Linked DNA regions of Mus musculus: regions 2, 3, 4 and 5 are each linked to region 1. A link is a contact called in public HiChIP or PLAC-seq and promoter capture Hi-C data. All regions are on one chromosome and are shown on one strand. The core of a region is the stretch at or near the end of the contact, and the rest is flanking DNA. Distances in the headings are between cores, read along the strand shown. Region 1 holds the start of Atad5 (ATPase family, AAA domain containing 5). Region 2 holds the start of Rpl23a (ribosomal protein L23A). Region 3 holds the start of Supt6 (SPT6, histone chaperone and transcription elongation factor). Region 4 holds the start of Spag5 (sperm associated antigen 5). Region 5 holds the start of Tmem97 (transmembrane protein 97).

What was found. Promoter capture Hi-C pulls out the DNA fragments that hold promoters and counts their contacts. HiChIP or PLAC-seq counts read pairs in DNA pulled down with a chosen protein or histone mark.
Region 2: a contact with region 1 is called in a promoter capture Hi-C map of pre-B cells, with 2.4 times the contacts expected there. The contact joins the promoter of Rpl23a here to the promoter of Atad5 in region 1. A contact is called at or near these places in 3 of 39 promoter capture datasets (the C10 cell line, embryonic stem cells and pre-B cells) and 1 of 484 Hi-C or Micro-C datasets (B cells).
Region 3: a contact with region 1 is called in an H3K27ac HiChIP or PLAC-seq map of thymic regulatory T cells, with 6 times the contacts expected there. The contact joins the promoter of Supt6 here to the promoter of Atad5 in region 1. A contact is called at or near these places in 2 of 39 promoter capture datasets (the C10 cell line and embryonic stem cells) and 1 of 115 datasets of contacts at active chromatin or transcription factors (thymic regulatory T cells).
Region 4: a promoter capture Hi-C map of the C10 cell line shows a contact between it and region 1, with 4 times the contacts expected there. The contact joins the promoter of Spag5 here to the promoter of Atad5 in region 1. A contact is called at or near these places in 4 of 39 promoter capture datasets (the C10 cell line, cranial neural crest, maxillary cranial neural crest and 1 more) and 1 of 115 datasets of contacts at active chromatin or transcription factors (large pre-B cells).
Region 5: a contact with region 1 is called in a promoter capture Hi-C map of liver, with 2.7 times the contacts expected there. The contact joins the promoter of Tmem97 here to the promoter of Atad5 in region 1.

Annotation. Positions count from the first base shown.
Region 1 is chr11:80,086,492-80,091,578 of GRCm38.p6, reverse strand. It overlaps Atad5 (ATPase family, AAA domain containing 5), which reads right to left and starts at 2,179. Exons shown (of 23, transcript NM_001029856.2): 1 at 1,743-2,179. The coding sequence starts at 1,808.
Region 2 is chr11:78,181,342-78,186,428 of GRCm38.p6, reverse strand. It overlaps Rpl23a (ribosomal protein L23A), which reads left to right and starts at 2,845. Exons shown (of 5, transcript NM_207523.2): 1 at 2,845-2,910; 2 at 3,443-3,626; 3 at 4,836-5,012. The coding sequence starts at 2,886. It overlaps Snord42b (small nucleolar RNA, C/D box 42B), which reads left to right and starts at 3,316; the gene lies at 3,316-3,370. It overlaps Snord42a (small nucleolar RNA, C/D box 42A), which reads left to right and starts at 5,083; the gene lies at 5,083-5,087. Snord4a (small nucleolar RNA, C/D box 4A) reads left to right here and starts at 4,673; the gene lies at 4,673-4,742.
Region 3 is chr11:78,243,618-78,248,704 of GRCm38.p6, reverse strand. Supt6 (SPT6, histone chaperone and transcription elongation factor) reads left to right here and starts at 3,002. Exons shown (of 37, transcript NM_009297.2): 1 at 3,002-3,157. It overlaps Sdf2 (stromal cell derived factor 2), which reads right to left and starts at 2,959. Exons shown (of 3, transcript NM_009143.3): 1 at 2,535-2,959. The coding sequence starts at 2,709.
Region 4 is chr11:78,299,234-78,304,320 of GRCm38.p6, reverse strand. It overlaps Spag5 (sperm associated antigen 5), which reads right to left and starts at 2,730. Exons shown (of 24, transcript NM_017407.3): 1 at 2,611-2,730; 2 at 2,301-2,426; 3 at 1-275. The coding sequence starts at 2,661. Gm3948 (predicted gene 3948) reads left to right here and starts at 2,810. Exons shown (of 4, transcript NR_166889.1): 1 at 2,810-3,016; 2 at 4,111-4,199.
Region 5 is chr11:78,548,318-78,553,404 of GRCm38.p6, reverse strand. Tmem97 (transmembrane protein 97) reads left to right here and starts at 2,670. Exons shown (of 3, transcript NM_133706.2): 1 at 2,670-2,877. The coding sequence starts at 2,752.

The sequences.
Region 1 (5,087 bases), core at 930-3,429:
TCTAAATAATATTATCTACTTATAAAGATCCTTAAACCTGGCCTAGAAATTCACTAAATTAAGCAAATATGTTGTGGTGATGGTTTGATTAAGAATGCCTACCATAGGCTCATATATTTGAATTATTGAATTTTGGGGGTTTTTTTGTTTGTTTGTTTGTTTGTTTTTGTTTTTGAGAAAGTTTCTCTATGTAGCTTTGGCTATCCTGGAACTCTCTCTAGATCAAGTTGGCCTCAAACTAAGAGATTCACCAGCCTTCTCTTCTCACAAGTTGTCCTCTGATCTTCACACATATGCTGATCCTGGCACATACAATAAATAAATAAATGTAACAAAATAATTTTAAAGGGTAAGAAGAATTTGTAAGGGGTAAAAATAACATTCAAAATAACTGGCAGGAATAATAAACGATATTGGGACAAATTTTGACCATTTAGATAAATGAGGTAAAATTAAATATGTTGAAATAATAAGTGAATTAAAAGTGAATTTATTATTATCATCTTTAAAGCTTTGAGATGGTATCAGAGGCACCACACAACAGACACTCAAGTAAGATCTAAGTTCAAGTACTAGACCTGACATCTACTGGTATGGAAATCTTAAGCAAATTAATTTTTAAAATATAACTTGGGGCTGGAGAAATGGCTCAGCGGTTAAGAGCACTGACTGCTCTTCCAGAGGTCCTGAGTTCAATTCTCAGCAACCACATGGTGGCTCACAACCATCTGTAATGAGATATGATGTCTTCTGGTGTGTCTGAAGACAGCTACAGTGTCCTCATTTAAATAAATCTTTTAAAAAAAAAAAAAACTCGATTAACGGGGTGTGAATGGTGCATTCCTGTGATCCCTGAATAAGCAGGCTGAGGTGAGTAGGTGATGAATTTGAGATGTGCTGTGCTACACAGTAAATAATATAAATATTCTGTAGCTGAAAAAGTTACTTAATTATAAAAATTAAGAATTAGAATTTAAGTGAATACACATCTTAGCTCACTTTAAGGGCACCAGAACACATCAGAAAGCTAGCCTGGTATATGGTGTATAAAAACCATAGCATCTCTGAAGAGGCACAAGCCTGTAATGATGACAGAAGAAAAAGTAGGTCAGAGATGTACTTTAAGATCCTAAAAACTACTTCTAAACGGCATAGAATATCTTTATAGTTGTTTAGTATATATTTCTCTTTCTTTCTCAGAAAGCAAGGGCTTCCTACATTAAGCACTGTCCTCTACTTAGTGTATTCTCTAAAACATGGTAAATATTAAGCACCTACATGTCACTGAGACTCTTAACTACATTACATTAAGCTCTGCGGTCACGGTAAGTTCCTTACTTGATCCATTTAAGTGACATTCTAAATGGAATTCCTAGGACAGGTATTAGTACGGGACTAGCTGAACTTAAAGCTTCATCTTCTTCGCCGTTCTGTGATCCCACATCATCATGAACAAAGAAAGTGACCCTGAAATCCTTGGTGACATGCTATTCCACCAACGTTTCAAGGACCCGGGAACTGTAGTTTTCAAATCCTGACTTAACAACCAGCCCGAAAATATCTTAAAATGCCAACGCTTTTGTGAGAGCTTTACACGGCACACTGAGGCAACTATCCCACACAAAATTATGACTGTGGGTCATCGTGTCCCTCCTTCCTCGTCCCAGAAGCACGCAGGACTCCCCCCATCCTCACGCCACAATTCCCCAACACTGGCAGAAAGGAACTTGACGGATCCTCACCTCAATCTCGTAGTCCTTCACAGGAAGGGGTGCTGCAGCCGCCGCCATGCTCAGGACCCCCACCATGATCTCTGCCTCCTAGAACCCGGGCTCCTAGGCCCTTCAGAGGTCCGGCCCAGCCTGGCTGGAGGCCATAGGGGCGGCAGGTCCAGTGGGAGCGAGCTGCGAGCCGGGGAGCCCGTCTCGGGTCTCGTAGAGACCACCGGCCGGACGCGAGTGAGAGGCTGGGCCCAGGGCCGCCGAGTCAGACTCAGACAGAGATGTACGGGAAGCCCGGGCTCAGGCCCCGAGGTGGCGGCGGGACAATACAAGGTGCCCCCGGGGCAGATTCTCCAGAATAAGCGCTCGAGCCCCACAGAACGCAGATCGGACTAGTGGGGCTTCGGCGGGAGTTCTGTCAATTGGGTTTTCCCGCCGTCCGGAGCGCAGGGGGCGGAGCCTACGACCGCTGTCGGAGGCTGCGCAGACGGTGAGCCGCGAAGGACAAACTACTTCCTTTGGCGAATCTGCGCGCGATTGTAGCAATTTTAGATTAGGAATCTAGTTGAATTTCAGAGATTCGCACTTCCATGTTAAAGTTTGACTTATTGAAGACGTGTTTTGTCTAAGATTACCTAATCATTTGGTGGCCGAATTAACTTAGACTTTAGCCGTTCTTTTTGTTTGTTTGTTTTTCAAGACAGAGTTTCTCTATGTAGCCCTGGCTGTCCTGGAACTCACTCTGTAGACCAGGCTGGCCTCCAAGTGCCGGGATTAAAGGCGTGTGCCACCACTACCCGGCGACTTTAGCTATTCTTAAAATTATATTTTTGAAGCCAGGAAGTGGTGGTGCACTTGGACGGCAGAGCAGCAGATATCTTTAAGTTTGAGGCCAGACTACGTAGAAAGTTCCATTTCAGCCGAGAGACTCTGTCGTTATATAGATAGATATGTAGATAGACTGACTGACAGAAAGACAGACAGACAGAAGATAAAAAGAGATAGAGGAGCCAGGCAACGGAGGCACACTCACACCATTAATTCCAGCACTCTGGAGTTAGCAGAAACAGGCAGACCAGCAGTTTGAGGCCAGCCTGGTATACAGAGAGAAATCCAGGACAGCCAAGGCTACACAGAGAAACCCTATCACGAAAAATCTAAAAAAGGAAGAAAAGAGGCAGCCAAAAGACACCTCATGTTGATCTCTGTACTCTGCATGTATGTATGTACATCTGCACTAACCCACAGGAACATATTATACACATCACACACACAAATATATTTTTTCTTGTTTGTTTGTTTGTTTGTTTGTTTGTTTTTGAGACAGGGTTTCTCTGTATAGCCCTGGCTGTCCTGGAACTCACTTTGTAGATCAAACTCAGAAATTCACCTGCCTCTGCCTCCCAAGTGCTGGGATTAAAGGCGTGCGCCACCACTGCCTGGTGTGTATATATTGGAGGCCAGAAGAGAACATGGAACTGGAATTACAGGCAGTTTTGAGCTACCATTGTGGATGCTGGAAACCAAACCAAGGTCTTCTGCAAGAGCAACAAAGCCCTTTACAACTGAGTCATCTCTCAGGCCTCAGAAAGCATGGGCTGGGCTACTGAGCTACACACCCAGCCCACAATTAACCATTATAAACAGTCTTTGTAAAACCCAGTCACAGTGGTTAAAGATTTAACTGCTGCTGGGGCAGTGGTGGCACATGCCTTAGTCCCAGCACTTGTGAGGCAGAGGCAGGTGGATTTCTGAGTTTGTGGCCAGCCTGGTCCACAGAGTGAGTTCCAGGACAGCCAGGGCTACACAGAGAAACCCTGTCTCAAAAAAAAAATCAAAACAAAAAACAAACAAACAAAAAAGAGCGTAGACTGCACCTGCAGAGGACCTGAGTCTGGTTGCCAGCACCTAAGTCAGGTAGGTCACAACAGTCCTTAGTTCCAGCTCCAGGAGATCTGATGCCGTGTTCTGGACTTCACAGGTATTCACTCACACACACCCACATACCCACAGACAGACACACAACTGCACACATAATTTAAAAATAAATAAAAATAAGAACAAGTAAGTGGACTGTCAATGTTGTTGGAGTGCCACAGAGGATCAGAGAGCTTGCAGCACAATCACGAAAACATCCCAGCCCCGTGGAACACACTGGGCATTGTGTGTATGGCTGGAATGCCAGCTCTGAGACCAGCAGAGATAGGAGGACAACGGGGCCCGGCCTCCAGCCTAACTGGGAAACCATGAGCCCAGGTTCATGGCTACTCACAACCATAGGTAACTTCAGGCCCAGGGGATCTGATGCCCTCTTTTGGCTTCCATAGGCACAAAAACTCTGAATGAATGGGGTACAGAAACATACATGCATGCAAAATATTCATATACATAGCACACATATATACACACACACATACATACACACACACACACACACATATACCAGGGGCTAATCGGATATAGTAGCACACACCTATAATCACAGCACTTAGGAAGTAGAGGTGAAAGGTCAGCAGTTCAAGATTATTCTTCACTGCACAGTATGTTTGAGGCCAGCCTCAGCCCCACGAAACTCTATCTCAAAAAACAAAAACAACTTAAAAAGCAAATAACAAAAAAAAAAAAAAAAACTGTCCCTGGAACCTCTGCACACCTGCTTTGCCTCAGTCAAAATTCTGTGCTTTAAACTTAAGGTTTCTGAGCTTCCATTGTACCTGATGCATTATGTTCCACATTTCCACTTAGTCTGTGCTGTCAGGGCTGGACTGTGAGAGCAAGCAGAGCGCCCCCTGCTGGTTTCGTTCTTAGTTGCTCTCTAAACATTTTGTGTCTGAGTGTGTGCTGTGTGTGCTTGTACACAGCCACATGATCCAGCCTTTCACGTAAGCACTTTGACATTTTAAAAGAGAAGCATAACTTAATCCCAGCACTAGAGAGGCAGAGGCAGGCGGATTTCTGAGTTCGAGGCCAGCCTGGTCTACAAAGTGAGTTCCAGGACAGCCAGAGCTATACAGAGAAACCCTGCCTGGGGGGGGGGGGGGGGGGAGGGGGGGGGAGCTATAACTTAGAGATGTTTACTTTTGGTGGTTGGTTTCCTGTTTATTTTTGTTCTTTTGAGACAGGGTCTATGTAGCCCTGGCTGTCCTGTAACTTGCTCTGTAGACCAGTCTAGATCTCTCCCAGCATCTGACTCCAGAGTGTGGGAATTAAAGGTGTGTGCTACCATGACCAGCTATTTAAATTCTCTTTTTTAAAGATTTTTTTTTTAATTTTTTTTTAAAGATTTATTTATTTATTATATGTAAGTACACTGTAGCTGTCCTCAGACACTCCAGAAGAGGGAGTCAGATCTCCTTACGGATGGTT
Region 2 (5,087 bases), core at 1,596-4,095, 1.9 Mb after region 1:
TCAGTGCTCTTAACTGCTGAGCCATCTCTCTCGCCCCTCACAGCAGACTTTTTTGTTGCCACCAAATCACTGTGGTAACAACAGATCACTGTAGTGATAACTACATTGGACTCAGCTCTGCAACCTCAGTCTCCCACAGGTCAGATGGAGAAGGTGGAGAAAATCCTGTCCTAACATTGCACAGCTTCGCTTTATCTGCATCACTTAGGCAAACTGCAATCTGTTTGTATCTTGTTTATCTGTTTGTGGCAGCCTCACTATGTAGTGCTGGCTGGTCTGGAATTTACTGTGTACCACAGGCTGGCCTTGACTTTGTGTCAATCTTCTTGTCTCCTGAGTGCTGGGATTATAGGTGTGGCCTACAAAGGCCTTCTATCATTTATCTATCTATCTATCTATCTATCTATCTATCTATCTATCTATCTATCTTTTTGAGAGTGGTCTCACTACATATACCTGACTAACCTGTAATTTGCCATGTAGATCAGGCTGACCTTGAACTCACAGAGATCTGACTGCATTTATTTTCTCGTGCTGAGATTAAAGGTGTGTGTCACCACGCCAGGCTACAAATTGTATTTAAATTATTTTCAGACAGGCAGTGGTGGTGTACGCCTTTAATCCCAGCACTTTGGAGGCAGAGGCAGACAAATTTCTGCGTTCAAGGCCAGCCTGGTCTCAAAGTGAGTTCCAGGACAGCCAGGGCTACACAGAGAAACCCTGTCTCAAAAACAACAATAACAAAACAAAAAATATTTTCCCTGGTTTTTTTTCTTTTTTGGTTTTTCAAGACAGGGTTTCTCTGTATAGCCCTGGCTGTCCTGGACCTCACTTTGTAGATCAGACTGGCCTCAAACTCAGAAATCCACCTGCCTCTGCCTCTCCAGTGCTGGGATTAAAGGCGTGGGCTACCACGCCCGGCTTGGGTTTTGTTTTTGCTTGTTTGTTTTGTTTTTGGAACAGGATCTCTCTATGTAGCTTTGGCTGTCCTGGAACTTGCTATGTAGACCAACCTGGGCTTGAACTGCTGGGAATAAAGGTGTGTATAATCCACATCTGGCTTAAAAATCCTTTTTTTTTTTTTTTTCTTTTTTTGTTTTTTTCAAGACAGGGTTTCTCTGTATAGCCCTGGCTGTCCTGGAACTCACTCTGCAGTCTAGGCTGGCCTCGAATTCAGAAATCTGCCTGCCTCTGTTAAAAATCCTTTATAATAAGTTTGTGTACGGGTATGTGCACATAAGTACAGGTGTCCACAGAGATATGACTTCTGGGAATCCAACCAGGTCCTCTGAAAGAGAACTACATGATCTTTTTTTTTTTTTTTAAAGATTTATTTATTATTTTATGTAAGTACACTGTAGCTGTCTTCAGACACACCAGAAGAGGGAGTCAGATCTTGTTACGGATTGTTGTGAGCCACCATGTGGTTGCTGAGATTTGAACTCTGGACCTTCCGAAGAGCAGTCGGGTGCTCTTACCCACTGAGCCATCTCACCAGCCCGAACTACATGATCTTAAGTGTTGACCGTCCTTCTAGTCCTTCTAATCCCTTAAACTGTATTCTTCCCAGTTGGTACTGTTATAGGCTTCTGACACTGCAAACTTCTTCCCTAAGACTAGAAATTGCTCACGAACTGAAATTTTAAGGACCTTAACACAGCTACCAGATGCTATAACCACCCACTGTTTTAGACCTAGGGGAATAAACATTTTTCTTTTAAAAACTACAACTCAAGCCGGACGTGGTGGCGCACGCCTTTAATCCCAGCACTCGGGAGGCAGAGGCAGGCGGATTTCTGAGTTCGAGGCCAGCCTGGTCTACAAAATGAGCTCCAGGACAGTCAGAGCTATAAAGGGAAACCCTGTCTCAAAAAACAAACAAAAAACAAACAAACAAACCAACAAAAAAAACCTACAACTCAGGCCACGTAGTGTTGGCACAGGCCTTTTAATCCAAGCACTCAGCAGTCAGAAGTATGTAGATCTTGGTGAGTTCAAAGCCAGCCTCCTCTACAGAGTGAGTTCCAGGACAGCCAGAACTAGAGAAAGAGAAACCCTCTCTCGAAAAGAACAACTCAAAACGAAACAAAACAGAACAGAACAAAACCAAACCAAAACCTAGGGACCCTAGGGTAAGAACACTGGCTGATCTTCTGAAGGTCATTAGTTTAAATCCCAGCAATCACATGATAGCTCACCGGTAATGAGACCTGGCACCTTCTTCTGGAACAAATGAAGACAGCTACAGTGTACTTAAGTATAATAATAAATAAAATAAATCTTTGGACCAGAGAGCAAACGGGGCCGACTGGAGTGAGCAGAGTTCCCAAAAATTCAATTCATGCTGGGCAGTGGTGGCGCACGCCTTTAACCCCAGCACTCCGCAGGCAGAGGCAGAGGCAGGCAGATTTGAGTTTGAGGTCAGCCTGGTTTACAGAGTGAGTTCCAAGACAGCCAATCTACACAGAAAAACCTTGTCTCGAAAAACAAGAAAACAAACAACAAAAAAATTAATTCCTGACAATCACATGAAGACTCAACCATCTGTACAGCTACAGTGTACTCATATACATAAAGTAAATAAATCTTTAGAAAAAAACAAAAACAAAAAGCCAAAACCTACAATTCCCCCAGAGAAACCCTGTGTCGGAAAACCAAACTAAACCAAACCAAAAAACGCCACATTTCCCAAGAAGCCCTTTCAAAGGGAAAGGTGGCGCATGCTTGGTCTCCCACTCTAGGGAATTAAATGGAACTACAATTCCCAAGAAGCCTCATATTACAGTTCATCCAATCAGTGCTATATATAAGCTATCGCGAGACTTTTATGAGCCTCCATTCTATAAGCTCATGGGAATTGGGCTGGGCCATCCTTTTCAGCCAAGATGGCGCCGAAAGCGAAGAAGGAAGGTATGTTGCGGTATGGGAATCTGTCAGGTCGGTCTTGGATACCCGCAGAGCGAACTCGCGGGGAAGAAGAATGCCCGGCTAAGCCATGGGGGGCTTGTTCTGTGGCTACTGTCGCGACTAGGCCCCGCTGCGGGGTATGAGGACCGCGTGGGCCAAGCCGCATGGGCTGGTTCCAGTGCAGGGGATTGGCAAAGCCACCGGGCCGGCAGCGGCCGCCACTGATGGCCAAGCATTTGACTTTGGGAAGCTCCTTAACATCCACAGGGTGGCGCTCCGGGTCTCCAGACCTATAAGGGATTAAAAGTAGTCCTTATTCGCCCTTTCCCCACGTTAAATGGGGTTATACGCACCCACGTGATGGTACAACGGGTTAATTATCTTTGCCTGTGGTATCGTGCATATGATGGAAAAAATCTGAAGTCTCCTGAGACCTGTGATGTCTTCAAAGGAACCACTGATGCACATGCTGGCAGGACGGCCGGAAGGGGTCACTTTACGAATGCCACACTTAATTTTAATTGTCCTCTCCCAGCTCCTGCCCCTCCCAAAGCCGAAGCCAAAGCGAAGGCCTTGAAAGCTAAGAAGGCGGTGCTGAAAGGCGTCCACAGCCACAAAAAGAAGAAGATCCGAACGTCACCCACCTTCCGGCGGCCCAAGACCCTGCGGCTCCGGAGGCAGCCAAAATATCCTCGGAAGAGTGCGCCCAGGAGAAACAAGTCAGTAGGGACCCTGGACCCAGTAGCATGTAGTAGGGCATTAGGAGTTCTTAACGTAGCTTCCCTTATAAAACACAATTGTTGAAGGAGCTGGTGCGGTGGAAGTGTGAGGTTATTTAGTCAGTGTTTGAAAGTTGACTTCAAAGAGATGTTGCTTATCTTGGTTCCAAGTGATAGGGGACTTGTTGGAACACAGGAGAGTGTTGATTAAGATGTCCAATTGGGGAGTGATGGCCTTCGAATAGTGTTATGAAACACACTTTTTTTTTTAAGATTTATTTGTTTTTTTATTTACATGAGTACACTGCAGCAGTCTTCAGATACACTCACTAGAAGGGGGCATCGGATCCCACTACAGACATTTGTGAGCCACCGTGTGGTTGCTGGGAATTGAACTCAGGACCTCTGGAAGAACAGTCAGTGTTCTCAACAGATGAGCCATCTCTCCAGCCTGAAAGACACTTAATTGATCAAATTCTGACGCTACTCAAAGGAAGTTTGAGAGAATGCTTACTGAAAAGTGTTTTGTCTATGGGGGAAGTACTCACCAGACACAATTCATTGCCTATTTGTACCTAGAATTTTTGAGTCATTACTTGGCAGTTGCATAAGTAAAAACTTGGCTTTTCAGAATCTTAAGAAAAAGTTGTTTCCTGATAGCTCAAGGCCAATTTTAGAGTTGCATTGTTTTCACCATGCTTGGTGGTTATTCTGTAATGCTGGGTGGTGGAGGCTAGAGAATCTCAAGTCCAAGGTCATCTTGGGGTTCATGTCTCAGATCAGAGGGGCGGGTGTGAGTGAGTGTGGCTCTTGGATTTCAGGCTAGCTTGTGCTGTATTGTGAGCCCCTGCCTCAACTACACTCTTGGGGTGTAGCCAACCTCTAGCAATTGAGCACAATTTTCTCTATAGTTATTTATTTGATCTGGTCTCATAATAGTAAATGTGGAACTCCAGTGGATAAATGCATAAATTAAACTTGATTCTTTAGTCAAGAGAATATACAGGATTTGACTGTAAATGGGAAGTTGAGCCCATAGTGGTTTGGGTGCATGTGATGACATTATTTAGCGACCAAAGTCTGATAAAGATGATTGTGATCTATTGTCTGATGCACCTATTCTTTCCTAGTCTGGTTCTAAAGTAAACCATGTGTTGAATGCTGGCACCAGGGCAGCTAACTCCATTTTCCTCTCCCATCTCTCCCTAGGCTTGACCACTATGCTATCATCAAATTCCCACTGACCACGGAGTCAGCCATGAAGAAAATAGAGGACAACAACACTCTTGTGTTCATTGTGGATGTCAAGGCCAATAAGCATCAGATCAAACAGGCTGTCAAGAAACTCTATGACATCGATGTGGCCAAAGTCAATACCCTGATAAGGTGAGTTGGGCCAGGCAGAGATCAGAAAGCTTGTGGGCCTTTACTTAAGCTCTGTGCAAATGATGGAAAACTCAA
Region 3 (5,087 bases), core at 1,753-4,252, 1.8 Mb after region 1:
GTAAAGCCTTGTCTCAAAAAGCCACAATAAAATATTTTTAGATCATACAAATTTGTAGCCATACCTTAGCTAATATAATTGTGCATGGTGAAAACATTGAGTAACTGTATGTATGTAAATAACTGTAGCTCTTTTGTTTGCTTGTTTGTTTTTCAAGACTGGGTTTCTCTGTGTAGCCCTGGCTGTCCTGGAACTCACTTTGTAGACCAGGCTGGCCTCCAATTCAGAAATCCGCTGCCTCTGCCTCCCAAGTGCTGGGATTAAAAGTATGCGCCACCACTGCCCAGCAGCTGTAGCTCTTAAAAAGGAAAATGTACTATCATCAGGTATTGGGCTATGTAAAAGTAATTGGGGGATTTGCTCCACCCCTTTTGCTCCCAAATAAGGACAAGGCGTTTCTTGGTCCATTCTAGTCCTTTTTGGTCCCTGAATAAAAGGCACAGGAACCTAATAAATGTATTAAAAGGCTGTGAGCCCTATAGCTAGACAGAAAGTCATCTATTCTACTGTGCTAGCTTGGCTACTCCCCAGCCTCATGGTCGTTCACCTGTGACCTGAGCCTCATCAGCCCCACTCTGCTCCACCTGTGTTCTCATGGCCACTCCTGGTCCCTCCATATCTTCTTTTCTTCTTCCTCCCCCAACCCCTTCTCACTCCTCTGTGGGACCCCATGACTGGGACGGGAAGTCCTGCCTTCCCTCTCTCCTCTGCTCAGTCATTGGCTGAATCAGCTCTTTATTAACCAATCAGAGGTGACGGATAACAATTTTTGCATAACACTGAAACTGGAAGTGCTTAACCTGGCCAACTTCTGGACTGCAGTTAAAGAGAAGCATAGAAATTAGCATCTGAATAGATGATGCACAAACCCATCCCCCAAGAGGGCTAATCCAAGTTCTTCGTTTAAATGATTTTGATTTTTTGATTTTTATTTTTTTATCGAGACAGGGTTTCTCTGTGTAGTCCTAGCTGTCTTGGAACTCACTCTGTAGACCAGGCTGACCTGAAATTCAAAGAGATCCACCTGCCTCTGCTTCCTAAGTGTTGGGATTAAAGGAATGGCCCACCACCACCCGACTGCTAATTTGGATTTTTGTTTGTTGAGGCAGTGTCTCACTGTGTAGCACTGGCTGGTCTGAAATTCTCTAGGTAGAGTGGCTGTCTTCAGAGATCCTGCCTCTCTCTGCCTCCAGAATATTAAGACTAAATGCCTCCTGCTCTACCACCACCGCCCAGCCTAACTCCATTTTTATTTAGTAGAGCCAGAGCAGGAAACATTAAATTAAAACGTAGTAAAACTGCCGGGCAGTGGTGGCGCATGCCTTTAATCCCAGCACTTGGGAGGCAGCAGCAGGCGGATTTCTGAGTTCGAGGCCAGCCTGGTCTACAAAGTGAGTTCCAGGACAGCCAGGGCTACACAGAGAAACCCTGTCTCGAGAAAAAGAAAAAAAAAAAAAAAAAGAATGTAGTAAGCCTGAGTAGGTGTTTACTGAATGAGGTGGTTAGGAATGTAAAGACTACATACTCCCTGGACTAAACTGGTAAGACAGGTTCTGAGAGTTGTGAACAGACTAACCATCTTAGAAGGTCACTTCCTTTCTAGCAAATAGCATCATCAATCATTCAAATTATATCACAAGTACACCTCCTGTCGAACTTCATGACTTTATTTCCTCCAGTGTGGGGGCAGAAGCTTTCCGTATGCTCGGCAAATACTCTAACACTGAAGTAATTACCAGCCTTTGAACTTCTGTTGTTTTGAGACAGCCCCCACTATATAGGCTAGGCTGATCTTGAAGTTACAATCCTGCTTCAACCTTTTGAGTGCTACAATTACAGACCTAGGCCACCACGCCTGCCCATTAGTCTTGTTTTATTGTTTGATTCACTACTGTATTTCCTGTATCTAGAACAATACGAGACACACTAAAAGTGCTCTTTAAATCTAGGCCAAATGAATGAGCCCACGAATAAGTGAGTATTTTAATTGCACATGATAAAAAACAGACTTTCCTCTGCAATGTCTGTCAATGCTTAAATTCTTTACAAGAAAGTTATTGCTAAGTTAGAGTGTCAAAAAATATGAGCTAAAAATAGGTGACATTTAAAATCTGAGATTCAGCTTATGTTGTCTTGCTCTAAATGCTCCTCTCTCCAGCACAAAATAGTGGCAGCCCATGGAATCTGAAAGATTTTGAACCTGCACAGATTTGGATTAAACCCTGTCTCCATCATTCACTAGCTGGCTTTGAGCAATATCTCTAGGTCTATTTACTCACCTAAGAAAATAACTTTAGTATCTGTCCTCAATACAATGTTAAAAACCGGAAAGTATATATGTAACACGTTTGGCCCACAGCTCATCAAACAGAAACTAACATTAGGACTAAGTTTCCTTGGCAACTCGTCGTCCTCTTCAAGAAATAGGGCACGGCTAACTTTCCCAGACCACGCCCTCAGACTCCGAGGCCCCGCCCCTTCTAGGCTCACCCGGCCTAGGCAGCCCACCCAGAGCGGTGAGTCCCCCTCTGTACCTGACCCATAGCGCACGTCGTGAGAATGCAGTCGGACATTGTGGCGTGTATTGAGTAGCTTCACCACGGAGCCGCAAGTAACGACAGCCATGTTGGACGCTCCCACAGCGCTCCACAAACCACCCAACAACAGAAGCGACAAGACAGCCATCCTAGATCCGAGAGAACTAATCATCCAAGAAAATTAGGCCCGTCCCCGGAACCGGAAGCCGAGGGTAGAACTACGCCAAGATGGAAGAGAAGACTCCTTAACCTGAATCTTTATGGTTCCTTTGGCGAGAGCGGCTTAAAGAACACGCTGGCCCGGGAGGCCTTCGGGACCTCACTTTGTACTGGGTGCTCTGTGGCGGCTGCGTTCCTTAGGCGTTCGCGGACTCGGAACCAAAGCCCTAGACGCCGGAGGGGAAAAGACAGCAGGAAATGACCCTCCCACTCCCAGTGACAGAGAGCCGGAGGTGACGTACTACGTTAACGCAGCAGCGGCGACGGTGGTGGTGGTGGTGGCGGCGGCTGCGGAGGGCCCTTGCGGTGGGTCCGGACTATCCTTTTGCAGTCTCTGATCGGCGACTCCATTTTCTTCGGTGGGAGCTTAGCGTAGCGGAGAAGCAGCGGCCTTCAAGCAGGTAACGCTCAGCCTGGAGAGTGTGTTGCGTGTGTGGGTGCGCAGGTGGCGAGCCAGACTCCTGGGGCCTGGTCCCGTAAGGGAAGAAGCTTTGGGGTGCCCCACTGCGGGAAGGAAGGGGGCCCTGGCTTTCCCTGATCTGCCAGGGGGGAAAAGGACAGGAAAGTACCGTGATTGCTCAGAGTCTCCAGCCCTTTCTCCACGCGGTACCACCCGGAACCTGTGACCTGGGGTTACCTCTTGAATCAACAGGCTTTCTGGGATCCCATCTTCTCCGCGGCGTCTGGAATCTGGGCCACGCAAAAAATTGGGACTAGAAGAGAGACCTAAGGGTTTCTTTACTTGGCATCAGGTGATCGGATTAATTAGTCCGGCGTTTGGGTCCTGCTGAGCTTTCGAGAGTTCAGCCATGAGGCGGGTGTACTGTGCTGAATGTTAGCTCTTTACAAAATGTTGAGTAATTATACGGTTTTTTTTCCACATATGGGCAAGTCCCTTAATCCTTTCTAAAGATGCGAGTTTATACTTAAGTACCTGGAGCCTTCCATCTTGTATAATTCATTTCCTCGAACACTTGCCAAAGACCTATCATAAATATTAGAATTGGTTGTTAAATCAGAAATGTGTATTGTTTGACATCAGGTACTCGAGTATCTTAAGTAAAGCAGTTCCTCTGTATTACAGAAAGAATCGATTTCTGTTTTCCTTTAGGAGGCGGGTCTCCTGTAATAATTACATGAAAAGACACGGTAATACAAAGGTCATAGGGTAATTTGTTTTTCATCCCGCCCCACTCCATTCCCGCTGCTCCCCTTCTTCAGAATCCTCCATTACTTATTACTTTCATTAATTTGTGTGTGTGTGTGTGTGTGTGTGTGTATGCCTCAATTAGTTAATTTATGGTGGTTTACAAGTACATGGGTGAAGAAGTATTCAGAGAAGCCTGGGCTACAACCCTAAAGAAAATGTTCCCCTCCCCCAGCAACCATGAATTACTATCGATCCTTAGGGTTGGTGGGATCTCATGATGAGCCCCTCCCCCCTAGCAACCGTTAACTGCCCATAAACCTGTAGGAAGGGAGGAGCCTGGTCCCCCTCCCCAGCATTGAAGTATGCTACAATGTGTGGAAGTCGTTGAATTTAATTAATTTTGGGGAGAAAAAGTTTAGTTCTATTGTTGAACACTCACAGTTTGTGAGTCTTCAGTGTTTTAGTTACAAAACAATTATAGCAACAATGGAGAAGCTGAGCCAGGAGGATCATGGAATTTACGTTTTGGTTGCATTTGTAGACCCTGTCTCAAAAACAGCTCTCCCTTCAACCACGAGTTTAGAGCCCCTCTCCATGCCTAGTGTCCCACCACTACAGGCTTATTTTATTTGGTTGGCTTGTGTGACTATTAGATTAGACTAGATTAGATTGGTAAAGTATTTTTTGTTGTTTTTATTTTTTTCAAGACAGGGTTTCTCTGTATAGCCCTGGCTGTCCTGAAACTGACTCTGTAGACCAGGCTGGCCTCGAACTCAGAAATCCGCCTGCCTCTGCCTCCCAAGTGCTGGGATTAAAGGCATGCACCACCACTGCCTAGCTTAGACTGGCAAAGAATTAACACTCTCCAAATGAACTTAATCTTACTTACCAAGTGATATATCAAGCCAGAAAGTAGAACAGTCCTAAAATCCAATCAAAGCTTATTTACTCCCTCTAGTTCTTTTTTTGGTTTTTGAAGACAGAATCACTCTTTCTAGTTGTCCTTGAATCCACAGAGATCTGCTTCCTGAGTACTGGGGACTAAAGGCTTGTGCCACCACCATCCAGCAATATTCTTGTTCCTAATAAATGTAATCACCATCTGGGTCGGGTGTGATCACTGGCTTCCTCACAATGATTTCCCAATATCAATCACCAAATCCTATGTTTCAGAAAAGACC
Region 4 (5,087 bases), core at 1,481-3,980, 1.8 Mb after region 1:
AAGTGAGCCTGGAGCATCAGGTCTTGCTGCTGCCCTAATGAAAAGGGCAGAAGAACCATGGACTCCACTATACTATCATCTCTTGGGTCCACGACAAAGTCATCCACTGTTTCTATTGCTTCCTCCAAAGTATGGAAAAGAGAGTTGCTTTCAGGAGTTGGATCGGATTCACGCTGGCAAGCTTCTATGTGCGTTGAAGGATGGCTGAACTGTTCTGAAAGGAAGTTGTTCTCAGTATTGATAAAATCCACTGGAGATGAGTTGTTGCATCTTTCCTGCCAAAAGAAACATAATAGCTGACTAAGGGAGTCCAATTCAGCCCTCAACATATAACTGGGGTACACAGTAATATCCAAACTCAGAAAAGTCAGAGTCCTTATTATCTCCTCTGAGGTAAGAAGTTAGCTAATCCTTGCTGGTTACTACACAGAACTACTAGTAGGAAAAGAAAGATAGGAAACCACTTTGGATCCTTATGCATCCCGTACATATAGGGGATGCAGCCCATAGTATAAACAGACTAAGCAAATCTATTTATGCCAATGGGAGACTCTACCTTGACTATGACCCTGCCACGTCCTTTTCTAATTCCAACCAACATCTTAAGAGATATGGTAGGGGCTGGAGAGATGGCTCAGCGGTTAAGAGCACTGACTGCTCTTCCAGAGGTCCTGAGTTCAAATCCCAGCAACCACATGGTGGCTCACAACCATCTGTAATGAGATCCGATGCCCCCTTCTGGTGTGACTGAAAACAGCTACAGTGTATTCGTATAGATAAAATAAATAGATAACTCTTAAGAGAGAAAGAGTGGGGGGTAGGAGAGACTGAACAGAGGATGGGAAATGTTTCAAGTGCTCTCAGAATCTAGAGTTACACCAGAATAACTCAGAGATCACTCCAGGAATGCCAGCTGGTGGTGGCACATACCTTTAATCCTAGCACTCAAGAGGCAGAGGCAGGTGGATCTCTGAGTGGCCAGCCTGGTCTTCAGAGTGAGTTCTGGGACAGCCAAGTCTACACTGAGAAACCCTGTCTCAAAAAAAACCAAAGCTGGGCTGGTGAGATGGCTCAGTGGGTAAGAGCACCCGACTGCTCTTCCAAAGGTCCGGAGTTCAAATCCCAGCAACCACATGGTGGCTCACAACCATCTGTAATGAGATCTGATTCCCTCTTCTGGAGTGTCTGAAGACAGCTACAGTGTATTTACATATAATAAATAAATAAATAAATAAATATTTTTTAAAAAACCAAAGCCAACCAAACAAACAAAAATCTTGAGTTACTAAAGACAGAATAAAGTTAATGAAATAGGATTGCGGGTATAGTTTAGTAGTAGTGTAGTATCCATCTAGCAAGCACAAAGACCTAGGTTTAATACCCAGCACCATAAAATAACAAAATCATGGTCAAAGAAAAAAAAAAGCAAACTTTCATATTTTGAAAGAATGGTAGGCTTCCTGGTTCTCCCTATAGGAAGAGGAAATGATAGCAATTTCTTCAGGACAATTTCCCAAGTAAGTTCTACAAAATGTCTTTAAAGAACCCAGTGGGTCAAACTCCTCTCTTGACAAGTTTTACAAAAGCAGTTTGTACTATTTCTCTTAAGTCATTTGACAAGTAATTAAAAAAAAATCTAAAACATTAAAAAAAAAATCTAAAAGTAGAAAAGAAGCTGAGTGGTGGTAGTGGTGGCTGGCACCCTTGATCTCCGAACTGGAGAGGCAGAGGTAGGCAGATCTCTGAGTTTCAGGCCAGCCTGGTCTACAGAAAGTGTTTCAGGACAGCCAGGTCTACACAAAGAAACTCTGTCTCAAAAAACAAAAACAAAAACAAACAAACAAAACCCAAAACAACAATAATAGTAACAGTAACAATAGAAAACCTTCTAACTAAAAGGTACAGCTCAATATAGGCAATTCTGCAAGGTAATAGTTTAAAGTATTGGATACAGGAAAATTCTAACTACCCCATAGGATAGATGGATATGGTTTCAACTCTTGGAGACAGATCTCTCCATAAATGTGCCAGTATTTCTCGGGAATTTGGTATAGGTCAAAAACAAGAAAAGAGGTAAAGAAAAAAAAAAATCGAACCCAGCTAAATAGAGGTGTGGGTTCTCAGTGGATTCGTTTTAACCACCCCAGGGCACCTCTCTGTTGGCCTGAATAGCTGTAAATGGATGTCACGGAAGTGGAAGACTTCATTATCGTTATTAATTACGTTCCAGCTTTGGCCCTCTGTTCCTCTGAGCATCTGAGCCTGGGCAAACAGCCCAGTTGTGAAGCTAAAAATCTCACCTTCAGCTCCAGCCTGCACAGGTATGGGGTCAGCGCGGAGATCATAGAGGGACCTTTCCCTGAATCGGCGAGGGCCTCGGGCTGTAGTTTAAGCTCTCGGAGAGGAGTACTCATAGCTGGCTTCCCCTGAGAGAGAAAGCGAGTGTGAGGAAAGCTGGTCTCGGCCTCCCGGAGTGTTTTCCCACAACCGCTAGGCCGGGGCGGACAATGCCTCCCGCTGCCCCACTTCGTCCGGAGCCGGACTTCACCGGCCTCGGCCCCGCCCGGCCCCGCCCAGGTAGCGCCCTGTCTGCCGGAGTTCTCTCCTCACCTTTTGGGGCGAAGGCGACAAACCGAGATTCAGTGTTTTCACCCTCCACATTTTCAACTCGATCACTTAACCAGACCAAGTCGAAATGGCCACTTTCACCCGCCGCCTCTATTTGAACCCAATACGCACTTCGGGATTGGCTGCGGGGCCGCGGTACGTATGGTGGGCGGGACCTGCGCGCGTCACGCCCCCACGAGCCGCTCAGCCTAACGCCTCCACTGAAGCACCCATCTGGCAGGCTGGTGTGTCTGTGGGCTGCTGGAGAGTCGTGGAGTCCTGTTTCAGTGGCTCCGTTCCCCCGGTTACCGAGTGAGCCGCACTTCCCCCAGGGTTGGGCTGTCCAGGCATAGGTGCCAGTTTCATAACGGCCAGAGGGAGTTCCTAAGTGCCCAATTTCGGCCTTCAGGTAACCGCCTCTTCAGAATTTCTGGGCCTTTCTTGTGTCTAACCTCGGAGCCTACTGTAACAAGATCACTAGAATAATAGTTGATATTTACTTTACTGTGCATTTATGGTGATCTGTTTCAAGTGCTTGCTATATTAATAACTAACTCTCTCACACACATACACACTCTCACACACACAAACAGCGTGTCCCACACCACCACTGCCTGGCCCTCAGCCTCTTGAATGATGAAATCACAGGCCAATTTAGAAGTGTTAATGTATGAAGAAAAAGAAGAGAACCAAAGAAGAGCTTTAATGTTAGAAACTGTAGGGTTCTGTCAGGGTATGCGCGCCCATCAGGAACTGTACTGGTCAGTAACTTTCTGCGGGCTGCATGTAGCTCTGAATTCTTCAAATGGGAATATAATACAGGTGTGAAATGCACATTGCATTTCAGACCTTGTATGGAAAAACTATTTTTTTAATGTTAATTGCATACTGAAATATTTTTAGATATGCTAGGTTAAATAAAATATATTAAAATTTCTTGTTTTAAACCTTTTGAACATGGGTGACAATTTTAAAATTATGTAAGGGGAAGAATGGGGCAATGACTCCATCTTAGAGCTTGTCAGGAAAGCTTGAGGGCCTGAATTTGGATCTCCAATACCCAATAAAAAGCCGGGCATGGTGGTGCACACTTTTAATCTCAACACTGAAGAGGCAGAAGCAGGTGGATCTCTGTGAGTTCGAGGCCAGGATGGTTTACACAGTGTGTACCAAGACAGCCAGGGCTACATAGATCCTGTTAAAAAAAAAAAGGGCTGGGTGCAGCAGTTTTTGCCTGTTCTCCTAACAACATGGGGGCTGAGGCAGAAATGAGAGGATCCCCTGGGGTTTGCTGCTCAGTTAGTCTAATGAATCAGTGAGTTCTGGGTTCAATAACAGAAAATGTCTTGAAAGATAAAGTCTAGAGTGATTGAAAAAAATATGTAATGTTGACCTCTGGTTCCACAAAGCCCTACACATGTGAGCAAGCAGGTAGACAGGTACATGAACATGTACAGACATATAAGTTATACTAACTTGTGTTTCATTTCTTCTTTGTGACAGGGTCTCTCTGTGTACTTGTTGCTACCCTGGAAATCAGATCAAGCTGGCCTTGAACTCATAAAGAGACCCACTGGCCCTCTACCTCCTGGGTACTAGGATTAAAATCATACATGTCTTTTTGTTTTGTTTTAAGCTAGTCTCTGGTGGTATAGATCGGGCTCCTTTCAGCTCTTCCTCTGCCTCCTGAGTGCATTCATTATACTTCTATTGAACACTGCTACTCTAGAGACAAACAGTACCAGTCTGTAGGCTTTAGAAAAACTGCTTGAATAAAAACAGGGGGAGACAAGATAGGTGGGTAGTGCCGAAGATAAGAGTCCCAGGGCCTAGAACATGCTAAGTTTGTGCTCTACCAAGCAACTGCTCTTCCAATAGAGTGATTTTTCCTTTTTTGAGGCAGGATCTCTCTTTAGCCTAGGCTGGCCTCAATTTTTCGGCAATCCTTCTGCCTCAGAGTCCTGAGAATGCTTTTGAGCTTGGAATTGTCCAAGGTTCAGCAAAAGGTACCCCAAGAGTATTTGTGGTCTGAGGTGGCCGTTCCTGGTTGCCAGCTACGTCTGGGATGAACTACAATCCAGAAATGGAGGGCACACCCATGATCCAGATCTTGAGGCTGGAAAATACAGGCTTCTGACCTGGATCTTGAGGCATAGTGGTCATGAAAACCTTGAGGCCCAGGCAAGGTAGTGTATAGTTTTAATCTCAGGAGACTAAAGCAAGCAGATCTCTGAATTCAAAGTCAGCCTGGGGCAAAGCAAGTTCCAGGTCCAGGCGTGGTGGTACACACCTTTAATCTGGGCCAAGTTGTCTGCTGGAGGCCTAAATAAGGACAATGGAAGAAGGGAAAGGCTTTGCAGCTTTACACTCACTTGCCAGGACATCTGGACCCTACTTACTTCTTCAGGATTCCAGCTTAGACAGAAGACCAGCTGAAACAACTAGCCTGGTGGGACTGAGCAACTGCTAGATATTGGGAC
Region 5 (5,087 bases), core at 1,421-3,920, 1.5 Mb after region 1:
CCTGCCTTTGTATCTTTCTGACACGCTGGCTCACAGTGCAGATGCCTCTGTTCTTTTAGGTCTGTGAAGCCCCTCATATAATTCATATCACAGCCTTATAGTTTTCATAGTTTCAAAATTATATAATTTTTGATCTCATGTTTTCAGAGTTCTTTTCCACAGCCTTAGGACTGTCCTGAAGGTCACAGCCTTACCATTTTTACTAAGGACATAGACTTACCCTCACACTGAGTCACACAGACTTATAGTCTCTGATTATCATGGAATCATTAACCTTGGTAGAAAGGACATTCACCAATAACCTTGGCAGGGAGAGTATTTCTCCAAAGAGCAATATGAAGATTTTATATATATATATATATATATATATATATATATATATATATGAACAAGCCTCACACCCAACAACTGTCAATACTCATGGAGGCCACATTCTGCTGGCTCTGCTCCAGGGGCAGGAAACCATGTCATACTGTCCCTTCCTAGGCCATTCAGGACTCAGCAGAGCCAGCCTGATCTACAGAGTTCCAGGACAGCCAGGATTACACAGAGAAATCCTGTCTTGAAAAACTAATGGGGAAAATAAAATAAAGGAAGGAAAGAAGGAAGGGAGGGAGGGAGGGAAAGGAGGAGGGATTTGGAGTATGTCTAAAAAGTTTTGGACACTGAACACTTGTCCTTTGTCCCTGAGCTCCTGAGCAAGCCACCTGCAAGCAGACCTATGTTTTCAAATGGCATCTACTCAGACTTTGCCCCTGCTGTGCTGCTGTGTCTCTCTCCACCCTGCTCACTGCTCTCCTCACCCTCAGCAGTCACCTCAGAAACTGGCACCTGGCTTTGTCTAGGGCTTAGCTTACCACAGCTGTTTGATTTCCCACATTCCTTGAAACCAGGTCACCTGCCTCCCAGCTCTCCAAGGCCACATCTGAAGGTAATGCCTGGCTCTGCCCTCACCCACCTTCCTCTGTTGTTTCCTTAGTGCACTGGGTTCTCTGGGCATTGACCACATCTCTAGAGATCCTCCCACTAGAGCATTGCAGCCAGGCCTGGAAGGCAGAATATCCTGACACCAGAAATCTTACAGTACACCCCCAAACTCCTGGCCCACTGACATGCTCAGCAGGGCCTAAGTCATTTACCTCTCTACTTTCTAGTTATCAGTGCCTGTTGCCTCATCTGTCCCTGTCGTCCTTGGGTCCCACAGTCTATTATGTCAACCACTTGTCCACCTTCTTCGGCTCACCTTTATCTTCCTGACCACCCTCTCCCTGATGCATCCAAAATGCTTTCCTGAGCAGACCCAACACTGAGAGCCATCTACCTCAGCAACGCCAACCCCTCTGTCTTAGTACTATGGTAGCTACCACTGGGCACACAGACTACCCTACCTAACCCTAATTTTTGCTTTCCCTTAGCTATACTTTCCTTCACTTCTCTGGGCAGAAACTTCAAACCCATTTAGACATCCCAGTCTCCTTTGCTGAAATGGGCACACTGGAGCAAGCATGGTGCCTATGACTTTAATTCCAGCACTTGGAAGGCAGAGGCAGGGTGAATCTCTGTGAGGTTCAGGCTAGCCTTGTCTACACAGCCAGTCACAGGGTTACATAGTGAGAGGCTGTCTCAAAAAGTGAATACAAAAGAAAGAGAAGGACACGTGGGGTCCATTTCTCTACCTCTTCCCGACCAGTTGTCTACACTCTGTCTCCATTTCCCTACCTCCCAATACACTGCTCTCCAGCCATAGGACTTCTCATTGGTACTGGTGGACAGCACTCAGTGTCAACCGTGACACAGCTACTCCATTCTTCCCTGTGACCATCATTCGCTTGGTCATCTCCTCCCATGACCCTTATGATTCTGTAGGATCTCTTAATGCCCTTCGCTCTCTAACCTTCAAATGCTCTCACAAATCTAAACCAAGTTCATCCAACTGCCCGCCTGCCTGCTCAAGGTCTCTTTGGTTGGTTGGTTTGGTCTGAGACAGGCTCTATGTATCCCTAGCTTGCCTGTAGACCAGGCTGGCCTAGACCTTACAGATTTCTGTCCACACCCGGCCCTTTGGGGCTCTGGTTCAAATGGTGCAAGAGATGGAAGTCGGGCCTTCTTGAGTGCTAAGTAAATGCTCTATACTTAGCAGTACCCAAGCCCTAACCCTGCTCAGTGTATACAAAGCACAAACTTAATTTCCTTTCCCTTGAACCCAAGTCCTGTGTTCCCTATTCTCATCGAATGGCAGCCCCCATCTTGTCCCAGGCCTATCAGGGTCCATCATATAAAATCATTATTTGTGGGCTGAGCAGTGATTTTGGAGCCAGCAGGAAAGTCCGGCTCGCAGCGCTCCTAAACTGCCACTGCGGGTTCTGGTTTTACTGGCCCGGGGTCCCAATACGGAACAGAACCCAGCGAATAAAACACTCGTGGCACAGGGAAGACCAGCGCACGCAGCCCGAGGCTGCACACGCGCACCCGCCGACGTGGACCGCTCAGAGCCACGCCCCCTCACGCGGTACTCCCAGCAGCCAATGGAAACAACAGGTAGGCCATCATTCAAACTATAGCCCCGCTATATGGGCGGGCCACGAGGGCCTCCACCCACTCACGAGCCGCTTCTGTTTTTCCCCTTCGACCAATAGGTACGGCCTGTGTGAGCCGGGGGCGGGACGGCACAGCTCGGGCGCGGGGCTTCTAACCACGTAGCAGGCTTCTATCACCGGCTTGCCAGTCGTAGCCCAACGGACAGGAGGGAACATGGGGGCCCTGGCAGCTAGGCGCTGTGTCGAGTGGCTCTTGGGCCTCTACTTCGTCTCGCACATCCCCATCACGCTGTTCATCGACCTGCAGGCGGTGCTGCCGCCCGAACTATACCCGCAGGAGGTGAGGCTCAGGGGTCCCCACGTGGCCGTCCTGATTTCTGTTGGCTCCGTGCCTGACTTCGGCCCCAGCCGGCTGTCCCCAGCCGTTGACCACCGCTTTGTTTTTTTCAGAGCGGAACTGAGGGTGCAACCCAATGGTAGGGCGCATGCCTAGGAGGTCCTGGGTTTGAGCCCCATGTACTCGCCAATCCTTTGCAAAACCTTTGCCTGGGTGTGTTTCGCTCCCATGGTTTTAACTACGGCAGTTGGCTGAGGGAAGTTGCCTGGGTGAACCAGTGTCTGTCACGTGTTGAATCTATTGCGTTTGGATGGACTTTAAAAGTCCAGTGTAAGCCGAGAAAGAAAAAAAAGTCCTGCGTAGTAGAATAAAATGACTGAAGGGTTAGCCCTTGGTTAGTGCTCGTGGCATTCATACACTCCTTCTGGGTCTGGATCTAGCTTGAGGAGCAGTTGAGGAAATGTCGCTTTTCCAAGTCAGTTTTGAATTGTTTGAAGATGAGCTACCGTTCCCTGCGCTTTGGAGAGCATTCTTTGACCCGATTTTAAGGTCAAGATTAAGCATGCCTCTCCAATCTACTGACGGACTTATCCACCTAAATGTTTGAAATGGCTGAAATGCTCTTTAAATGTTTCTTCTTTGCAGGGCAGTTCTTAATCTTAAATCCGTAAATTCTCAATGGTGGCTGCAAAATGACATGTGCCTTGTGTTCTCTGAGAGGACATGACACAGGAATTGTCACCTACTCAACAAAGTTAAGGAGTGACACCATCAGCAGTGTCACCCCCCACTCCCTTAAGTCTTTTTGGTTTGTTTGTGGAACCACGGGATTGCAAAGACCTTTGATCTACAGGGGAAACCCGTAGGTAGCATGTGGCAAGAGCACCGGTCTGTGGTGCTGCTTTCCCAAGGACTGGCTGCCTGTGGACATGTTGAGGGCCCTATGGATCCTACTTTTTTTTCCCCTTAAAATAATAGTTCATTTGAATCCATTGCAAGAGGACCTCAGGCCAGGCTGTAACTGACATGTAGCTACAGCTTTAGATTGTAAACTCAAAAGATTGTGGGATTGAGGCTGTGGCTCCGTAGTAAAAACATTGGCCAGCATGCACGAGGCCCTGGATTCAAATCCCAGCACCAAAACCAGTGTGTTATCAAGTTAAGTTGATTTGTTTCACTCCTCTAAGACATTGTCACAAACGCAGTGGCTTACTTTACCCCCAACGTTATGCTTAAGCTGCTCGGAGGTTAGAAATTTAGAATGTTCGGTCTCAGGCTCAAAGGTAGACTACACTCCTTGCCTCTTCCAGGTGGCTGGGTTTGCAGAGCTGCGGATCACACTCAGGCCGCACAGTCTACCCACTGACCTTTCTTTGGCTGTGGCCCTTTCACTGCAATCTCTGCAGGTCATCCGTCATATTGCCACTTCATCTGTATTCACATCTCTCTCTGCCTTTTATAAGGTCACTTGTAATTCACGAGGGCCCACCATGTAACCCAGGAAAACCTCCCCTTTGAACATCCTTCTGTACACCTGTGGTCCTATTGGACATGGATTAGGACATGATACCTTTGAGTGCTGTCAGCCTGCTGCCACGGAAGGGCCTGACAACTACAAAGAGGCCATCAAAACTTTGCACTAGCTATAGCCATGAAGAAGGGGAGTCACTGTTTCTTTGGGGTTTGGTAGCAGTGGAGATAAAACCCAGGGCTTTGCATACTGAGCTACCCATAGCCCTTGTTTTTCCTTTGGTATTGTGTTTGAGGTTTGTTTTTGTTGTTTGGTTGGGTTGGGTTTGGTTTGTTTAAAAATTGAATTCACCAATTGAGCTGCACTGGGTTTACAGGCATCACCTGGCTTGAGTGACAGGTTTTTTGAAATAGGGCCTCACAACTTTGAAAACCCAGCCTGTTTCCCTGGCAATTCCTGGTTTACCTTCTGACTGCTTGCACCCATCCTTGCTCACCACTCCTGAAACAACTAGATGTGACCAGCATCATGCAGACCACCACTTAAACATTTTATTTTTGTTTGTTTTTCAAGATGGTGTCTCACTGTGTAGCTCCAGGTGTCCTGTAACTCAGTATCTAGACCTGGTGGGTCTCAAACTCACAGAACTCCTGTTTCTACCCCCCAAATACGGAAAGCTCACTTCACCATGCCCAATCTCTGTTTGATCTGGTGGACTTTTATTAGCTTCCTGTTACATCAC